Regions from separate parts of the Sus scrofa genome. Here region 2 is linked to region 1. Evidence: chromatin contacts called from public Hi-C data. All regions are on one chromosome and are shown on one strand. The core of a region is the stretch at or near the end of the contact, and the rest is flanking DNA. Distances in the headings are between cores, read along the strand shown.

Region 1 (4,420 bases), core at 1,500-3,999:
AATTTGTTTCAAAATAACAAAGATATTCAACAACTAAAATGTTATTATTATATATTATTGGCAAGATTATAATTTCTATCTTTCAAAAATTACTTAAAATATTATTTATATCATCTCATCATTTTTTACTTCTACTCTTGTATGTGTTTTATAATGTATGTAATATATCAGTAGGGTTGTACATTCGTATGAAAGAGATATACATTTGGGGGATAGTTGGCTAATTCGTTTTATCAAATGGAATGTCCCCAAGAACTCAAGTCAGTGGGTGGAAGCTTAAAATAACCTCGCATTTCACTTATACAGCTCTTCAGAATCTCTTTGCCTCTTTATAAAAGTGAAATCAAGTTACAGTGAATTTAAAGGACAGCCTTCAAGCCACCAGGAAGAATAGAGAATGCCATGAAAGTTCAGCTCATAGAATATGTTTAAGGTATTTGTTGCCAGGTAGCCAGAACATGGGCCTTGGTGAACACTGATTGAAGTGGCACAAGGAAATTGCACCCAATGGAAGAATAAAGAATTGTTAACAGCTAAATCCTCTCCACTATACTAACAATATAAGCTATGTATTATACTCTCAAATTTTCCTCATGAACATGGACAAGAACCAAAAAAACAAAAAAAAAGATTTATTATACAAGGTTATTATTATTTTTGTAAATATGTCATATTAGATTACCTCAGCATATCTGCTGGATGACAAGTCTCTTACACAATCCTTTGGTAATGGAATTTTCCCTGAACCTTTGACAACATGGTTTGTTAAGCAAATAAATAATATAAAAAGAGCCTTCTCAAAAGAGTAATTTAGAAATATTCTATTAAATCCATTAGAAGTGTCAATTAAGTATTATCCATATCTAATTATTAAGAAACAAGTTTCTCTAGCGCATTGGCTTTCCAACTTAGTTAACGACTCGCAGTGAGAAATGCATTTTTCAACGTTTCCCAATACAAACATGAATATGCAAGTAAAGGGATTTTACAGAACAATTTTTGCCCTTATTATATACCAAAAATTGGAACATATCTATTGTATTCCATGTTTTAAATTCTAATGACACCTTCCTCAACTGATTTCCCTCTTTACTAAGGAGTCTATAGCAGCAGTTTAAAACACACCTCTCTAGCCCTGATAGCCCAGCTCAGCAAGCCCTAAACCTTAGCATTATTCTACAGACCTGAAGTGATGCAACTGCATTTTGTCCTCTTTAATGCTATCATTTTTTAAATTTTTTATTAAAGTATAATTGATTTACAATGTTGTGTCAATCTCTGCTGTACAGCAAAGTGACCCAGTCATACATATGTATACATTGTTTTTCTTATATCATCTTCCATCATGTTCTATCATAAGAGATTGGATATAGTCCCCTGTGCTATGTAGTAGGATTTAATGTTATTATTATTCCATACTTTAAAAATTCCAGACAACTTGTCCCTCCAGATAAGAGTGAATTTACAAAACTTCATTGTTCTTAAAAGTTCTTCTTATGGAGAACTTAGAGTAATGGAATTGGTGCCTGGAGGCAGAGGATATACACACAGGTAGATGAGGGAGCAGCACACAAGGGCCAGAAGGGATACAAACAGGATAAGCTTCCTGATTCTGAGTCAGAATCAAAACAGCATGACCATAATAATAAAAAGTAGATGATAACAGACACACACAGCACTTGTTTATTAGGCACTGTTTTAAGAACTTTATATGTACTGCCATTTATTAAGCTTCTTGGATTCTCATAGTACAAAAGAAAGAATTCCCAGTAGGTTCCCGAGATTCCTACCCTCTGGTGTAGACATCCCATATAATCACCTCCCTTGAGGTATGAATCATGAGTATGATGGGATAGTCACTTCCATGATTAGATTATGAAACAGTTATCTTTAAGAAGCAGAGATTATCTGACCTAACCAGATAAGCCTTTGAAAGGAGAGGCTGTCTGATGAGTGAGATTTGAAGTGTGAGAGGGACTTCATGCAAGGGGGATTTTCTGTTCCTGGCTTTGAAGATGGAGGGGGCCACAGGCAAAGGCCTTTGAGCACCCTCTAGAAGCTGAGAGCAATTCCTAGTCAATAGTCAAAAAGAAAATGTTGACTTCAGTCCTATAATCTCAGTGAACTGAACGCTTCCAACCTAAATGAGCTTGAAAGAAGATCATTCCCCAAGAACTCCCAGTTTAGAATATACCCCAGTGAACCATACCAAATGAGATGCTAATCCAGCTAATCCATGCTTGGATTGCTGGCCTACAGAAACCCTGAGATAATAAAAGGATAACATTTTAAGCCTTAATTAAAAAAAAAAAAAAACTCATTGAGGTAAAGACTTCAACCCCTTTTTATAGATGAAGAAAATGAAGGGAAGTTGGTTTATTAACTCCTCCATAAATTACCAGTTAGTAAGAAGTCTAACTGGGATTTAAACTGGGGCTCTCATCCCCAGGAAACAAGGTCTGAACCACTATATAGTCCACCTCTAGATCTTTTCTGAAATTCTACACTTTTAAAAAATAACAAATAATTTTTTTTATTTATATGCAGGTCAAGGAAAAGTTGGCAGTGGGTTAGATGTGGCCCCTGAGCTGGCAAGTATAAGCTCTGCCTTATAGAAAGAGAAAAAAGGAGAGCCCACCATGGAAGGGTACTGACCTGAGAATCAGAGGGGCTCATTCCTGCCTTTACCTTGCTGTGGACCCTGGGCAAATATTGTTACCTGTTTGGTCTTCAGCATCTTTACTTTAAAAAATGAGAGTCTTAAAGCAAATGATCTTGAAGGACTTTCCACTTCCAACATCCTATGAGCCTAAGGTACTCAAGAGAAAAGGAGGTCTGAATTGAGAGAGAATATTGAAAATAAAAGGGACACATCTACCCAAGAAAGTGCAAAGGAAGTAAAAACAGGTGAGAAGAAACATACTGGAGGGAAGAGGAGAAAAGAAATATAAGACATGTAGTAAAAAAGTTCCATGGCTCTTGAGGTTGGATTAGTGATTTCTTCTAGGACCCTTTTAAGGAAAAAAAAATTTGCAGATAAGATTATAGATGAAGAATACTTACAGGACTTTTTCTTTAAGATAAGGATGGGGAAAGAAGACAAAGCCAAATAGACATTAGAGGTACAGCATTAGTGTGGAGCAGAAAATGTCTAAGGTAACCTTGCCAGTTAACTGAGAAATTGGCACAGGTCAGGGATTTGAAGATGGAAGTTTTAGGAGTGCTACAAGAATCCAAAAAAAAAAAATCCTGGGCAATCTCGGAAAATAAGTATGCCTTACTGGCCCAGAATCAGGTTTTAGAGAGATACTGCTCATGGATGAAAGAACTCCTGTCACTGGGCTGTCTGTTCTAAATCTCTCTGGTTTTTCTCAGACACTTCTTTGGCAAGAGGGAGATGACACTGTGTGCTAAAAATCAGCCATGGATTGCTCAGAACTGAATTCATCCTGAAAATTAATTGCCCTTGAAATACATCAGTCTTGGAAAGTTTTGAAGACAGCTCCTAGAAACTGGGAGTTATGAAAATAAATAAAGGTAATCTTTAAAATAAAGTCATAAAGGGGGAGCTCTCACTATTAATCAGAGCCCAGAAGGAGAAAGGAAGAAATTCACTTTGCCCAGCAAGAGTTCACCATTTAAACACATTTACCAACTTGGATTCCTCAAAACAGTTCCTTCCAACTTCCTCTTTTCCTCTATAAAAGCAAGCCCCTCTCCTCTGTTCCTTTTCTTATTATTTTTTAAAGTTTTATTGAAGTATAGTTGATTTACAATGCTGTGATAATTTCTGCTATACAACAAAGTGATTCAGTCATTCATACATGTATACACTTCTATTCTCTTTCAGATTACTTTCCCATATAGATTATCATAGAATATTGGGTAGAGTTCTCTGTGTTATACAGCAGGACCCTGTTGACCAGTCGTTCAATACAAATCAGTGTGCATATGCCTTGATTACGGTTCACCATAGTTTGCTTGTCCTGAATTGCAATTCTCTGCTATTCCTGAATAAATAATTTTTCTGGTAAATAGCTTTTTTTTAAGGTCAACAGAGTTAAGTGGTGGTCCCTTGATACCCCTCACTGCCCAGTGAAGCCTATCCCACCTTTTTGTGGAAATAGAGCAAACTTGAAGTCTTTAAAACCCTGACTGGACATGAACTTCCTATGAAAACTAATATCCTTGACTTGTAAATAAATAGGTCAGTTTTCTTTTTAATTGTGGCTCTTGCTTAAAACAATTACAAGGTTGCAAAATTAAAATGCAGATTCATAGGCCCCACACAGGGGATAGAAATATTCATTTTTACCAAGCTCCCAGGCACAATGCTAGTAGAAGTTTCTAACACCTCTGCCAGGCTTCATTTTGAGGGACTAGCCTGAGATCCACAGGTATAAGGAACTGTTCTGGGAAC
Region 2 (4,185 bases), core at 337-2,836, 400 kb after region 1:
CTACCACAGTCTCAAAGTATCTCCCCAGAACACTGAGTAAATATAGAGTGGAAAACCCAGGCAGACACCACTTCTTTAACCAAGTGATCAAGGTTAACATCATTACTAATATAAACTGACACACAACATCATTTTTGTCCTAGTCTTTCCCAAACTGCATAACCTCATTTCAATCAAAAGAAAACATTAGACAAACCCAAATCTAGAAAGATTCTAAAAAAACAACTGACCAATGCTCTTCAAAAGTATCAAAAAGATAGAACAAGAGCCAGGGGATCTGTCACAGAAGGAAGATTGAAGAAATGAGCAACTTGGGAGTTCCCATCCTGGCTCAGCAGAAACGGATCTGACTATCATCCACAGGGACGCAGGTTCAATCTCTGGCCTTGCTCAGTAGGTTAAGGATCTGGCATTGCCATGAGTTGTGGCTATAGGTCACAGACGCAGCTAGGATCCCGCATGGCTGTGGCTGTGGTATAGGCCAGCAGCTATAGCTCTGATCTGACCCCAGCCTGGAAGGGAACCTCCATATGCCACGGGTGTGGCCCTAAAAAGACTAAATAAATAAATAAATAAATAAATAAAAAGAAATGTGCAATTAAATGCAAAGTGAGATCTGCACTGGATCCTGGAACAAAGAAAGGACATGAGTGGAAAAACTGATGCAATCCAAAAAAACTCTGCAGTTTAGATCATCATATTGTACTAACGTTAAATTCTTAGGTTTGATAAGTTTCTGTGATTTCTTAAGATGTCAAACATTAGGGGAAGTTGGGTGAAAGCTATACAGGAACTTTGTACTATAGTTTCACAACTCTTAAATCTAAAATTATCTGAGAACAAAACATTTTTAAAAGAGGAAAAGGAATGAAGGGAGACAGGGAAGAAGGAATGGAAGGAACAACGTGAGCCCTTCGTTTACGATCTTTAAGTGCCCCCTGCTGGTCACTAAGGTGAACTTCTTGAAGTTCCCCCAAGCTGGACTTTTTTTTTTTTTTTTTTTTTTTTTTGCTTTTTAGGGCCACACCTGCAGCATATGTAAGCCCTCAGTCTAGGGGTCGAATCTGAGCTACAACTGCCAACCCACACCACAGCCACAGCAATGCGGGACCCAAGCCAAGTTTGGGACCTACACCTCAGCTCACAGCCACACCAGATCCCCCACCCACTAAGCCAAGCCAGGGATTGAACCCACATCCTCATGGATACTAATCGGATTGGTTTCCTCTACACCACAACAGGAACTCCATAGCTGGGAGTTCTTTGACATTAAATAAAGCAATTTCCCTTCTATTTTCTTTCCAATTATCTACCTGTCCCGAGATGGTTTTCTCAAAACCAGGCTACTCTGTTCCTACTGATTCATGGTTGCTCTTTTCCTCTAAAAATCCATCAAAAGCCTCACAAGTTACTGAATCTTCTCTCTCAACAGAAGAGTATATCACAAACCCACAACCCCTTCCTGGCTGAACCCCAAGACATGTCAGGTGCAAGTGAATCATCTGAACCTCCTCCTACTGACCATCCCACTGGCCAGTCAGAGACATTACAAGGTGGGCAAGTCAGACAACCAGGGCTGTGGAAGAGAAGGACAGATGCAGTAGTGGGATGGGGCCTCCTGCAGTGTCAGACCTAAGTGTGAAGAGTACAGTGCTACTGGGAGGTACCATGTTTACTGACATCTCAGCTGTGGGGTTGAGGGCCAAGCAGACAATAGGGATGTTTTACATTTCTGTCCTCTATAATTAATAACTCACTGGGTTTAAGTAAATGAAATACAGCTCTTCATTAGGAAAAGACTGGGATTTCTTGTGGCACATGACAGTGAAGACCAGAGATACAAACTGGCACTGTCCTGCCTACAGCTGGACCATATTATTTAGCTCACACAATATTTTAAAAGTTTTTAACTGAATGCCAATGTTAGTTTTTTGGGTTTTTTGGTTTTTTTCTTTTTTTGTCTTTTTAGAGCCACACCCACAGTGTATGGAGGTTCCCAGGCCAGGGGTCGAATTGTAGCTGTAGCCACCGGCCTACGCCAGAGCCACAGCAATGCCATATTCAAGCCGCCTCTGCGACCTACACCACAGCTCACGGCAACACTGGATCCTTAACCCACTGAGTGAGGTCAGGAATCGAATCCACATCCTCATGGATACTAGTCAGATTTGTTAACCACTGAGCCACACCAGGAACTCCTAGATACCAATGTTTTGAAATCTGGAGACATCATATCAAAAATTAAGACTTCCAGTTTTTCACGGAAAAAAAATCCACAGATCTGCCCACACTAGGTCTACGTTTCTGCGTGGCAACAATGCACAGAACTGAGAGGCTGCCCCCTTTAGAATGTCCCTGCTCTAAGGTTCCTTCCCCACCATTTACACAAGGCATGCACGTAGCCAATACCCATCCTGGTGGATTCCTGCGTGTTACCTACCTGTGGCATTAGCATTTACATCATCCGCCCTGTGGGATACTACATACACACTTTCAACAGCTAAAAGGACCTCGTGTGCCATCTGCACTTGATCTTAGCCAAAAGGCCAAAAAGGGATCACCTGCCATCTCCATGAGCCTCTTTAACAATATTCGGCCTTTCTTTCTACAAGTCACTATGAATAATTATATCTATTCTGCAAAAACAAAACACATACATTTACTCTTTTAAACTTCATTCTTTTACTTTTAATAATATCCTATACTAGTGGATCGAAATCGCCTGGAAGGATTTAAAACTATGCTCAGTAGCAACCAGGGCATATTAAAGGGGAAAAAGGGGTTTTGTAACATTAGTGAAACTGCAGAGCCTCAAAACCCTTAGCAGGAAAAACAACAAATCATCCAGCTCTTTGCTCTTTACCTTTTATACTCCTGGGAATCACAGTCACCCAGTCAGGTCCACTGGAGTTGATTGGCATTTTGATATTGACACCACTTTAAGAGGAATAAAAAGAGTATAAGCTTAGATTAAGGAACATTTACTTTCCAAAATGCATCTTTATTTGCAGTTTTAAATGGGCAAGATTTCACAGAGCTTTATTAAGATGAAATATTCTTGGTAAATGTTAATCAATACAACTGATAATTAATAAACCAGGTATCTTACAATAAGCAGAATATATGGATATAAAAACTGAGTAAGAATTACATAGGTTCTTAATTTTTCACTGCTTCTTCCTAAGAGTGCAAACTCTAAGAGTTCCTATTATGGCTCAATGGGCTAAGAACCCAACTAGTATCCATGAGGATACTGGCCTTGCTCAGTGGGTTAAGGATCTGGTACTGCTGCAAGCTGCAGCTTAGGTCACAGGCTGAGATCCAGCATTGCTGTGGCTGTGGCATAGGCCGGCAGCTGCAGCTCCACTTTGACCCCAGCCTGGGAAATTACATGTGCCACAAGTAAGGCCCTTAAAAAAAGAGTGTGAACTCCAAAATGACAAATTCTGTTCGAATTACTTGCTTCCCCTTAGACTCAGAGAACGGCCCACACTGATTAGAATGTCTGTTTTGTCACTACTTAGTTTTCAGGCTACAAGTCTATTGAGCGTTAAATCACACATCAGATTCCTTAGGCCTCGTCCAGAGCTGAATCCTAATTGTGGCCCTCTGTCTCCAGACACATGCTCATGCATGTACCCATGTTCACCATTACGACTCTGTAGCTTCTGTTCTCCTTAATAAGATGGGTAGTCCTGAAAGACAGAGATTGTAGTCCCATTCACCTTTCATCTTTAGCATTTAGCACAGGCCCTGGACTAGCGTCCATACTCAGAAAATATCTGATGGAGGGCTGTGTGAAAAGGTGAGGGAAAAGTATACTGAAAACACGGTGTAACTATTCCGGAAACTAGGTTATAATAACTAGGCTTCTTGCACTTAGGCCAAAAACAAACAAAAAATTAAAATGCCAACTTTCTAAACTCAATATGGGAACTTGCAGTCATATTTCATTTCATCAAAAATCAATTCAAAACAGATTTATTCTTAAATAATTCTCAAGTTTCTACTATGTGCCAGGCACTATCCCAACTGCCAGGGATTATAACAGTAACAAAACACACAGCAACTCTGCCATGGCACTGACACTCTAATAAGAGAGACAAAAAACAAGAAAGGAAGGAATGATGGTGGACATATTAGAGAATAATAGCATTTCATGGATGATAAAAGTGACAATTAATA

Evidence for each region. Hi-C and Micro-C count contacts between places; a contact is called where the count stands out from the background.
Region 2: a Hi-C map of retroperitoneal adipose tissue shows a contact between it and region 1, with 2.8 times the contacts expected there. The contact joins two enhancer-like sites. A contact is called at or near these places in 1 of 5 promoter capture datasets (liver), 33 of 47 Hi-C or Micro-C datasets (adipose tissue, alveolar macrophages, blood and 17 more) and 2 of 2 datasets of contacts at active chromatin or transcription factors (alveolar macrophages and skeletal muscle).

Annotation. Positions count from the first base shown.
Region 1 is chr13:156,905,207-156,909,626 of Sscrofa11.1, forward strand. No RefSeq gene overlaps it. Among named protein-coding and RNA genes, the nearest start is that of ZPLD1, 220 kb to the left of the region's middle. Within about 2 kb of position 2,750, at least 8 of the 83 cell types and tissues checked have an H3K27ac peak or open chromatin away from gene starts, as enhancers often do. A contact at or near this core is called in retroperitoneal adipose tissue, where this site is marked.
Region 2 is chr13:157,310,100-157,314,284 of Sscrofa11.1, forward strand. NXPE3 (NXPE family member 3) reads right to left here. Exons shown (of 7, transcript XM_003132693.4): 5 at 2,864-2,937. Among named protein-coding and RNA genes, the nearest start is that of NXPE3, 26 kb to the right of the region's middle. Within about 2 kb of position 1,587, at least 4 of the 83 cell types and tissues checked have an H3K27ac peak or open chromatin away from gene starts, as enhancers often do. A contact at or near this core is called in retroperitoneal adipose tissue, where this site is marked.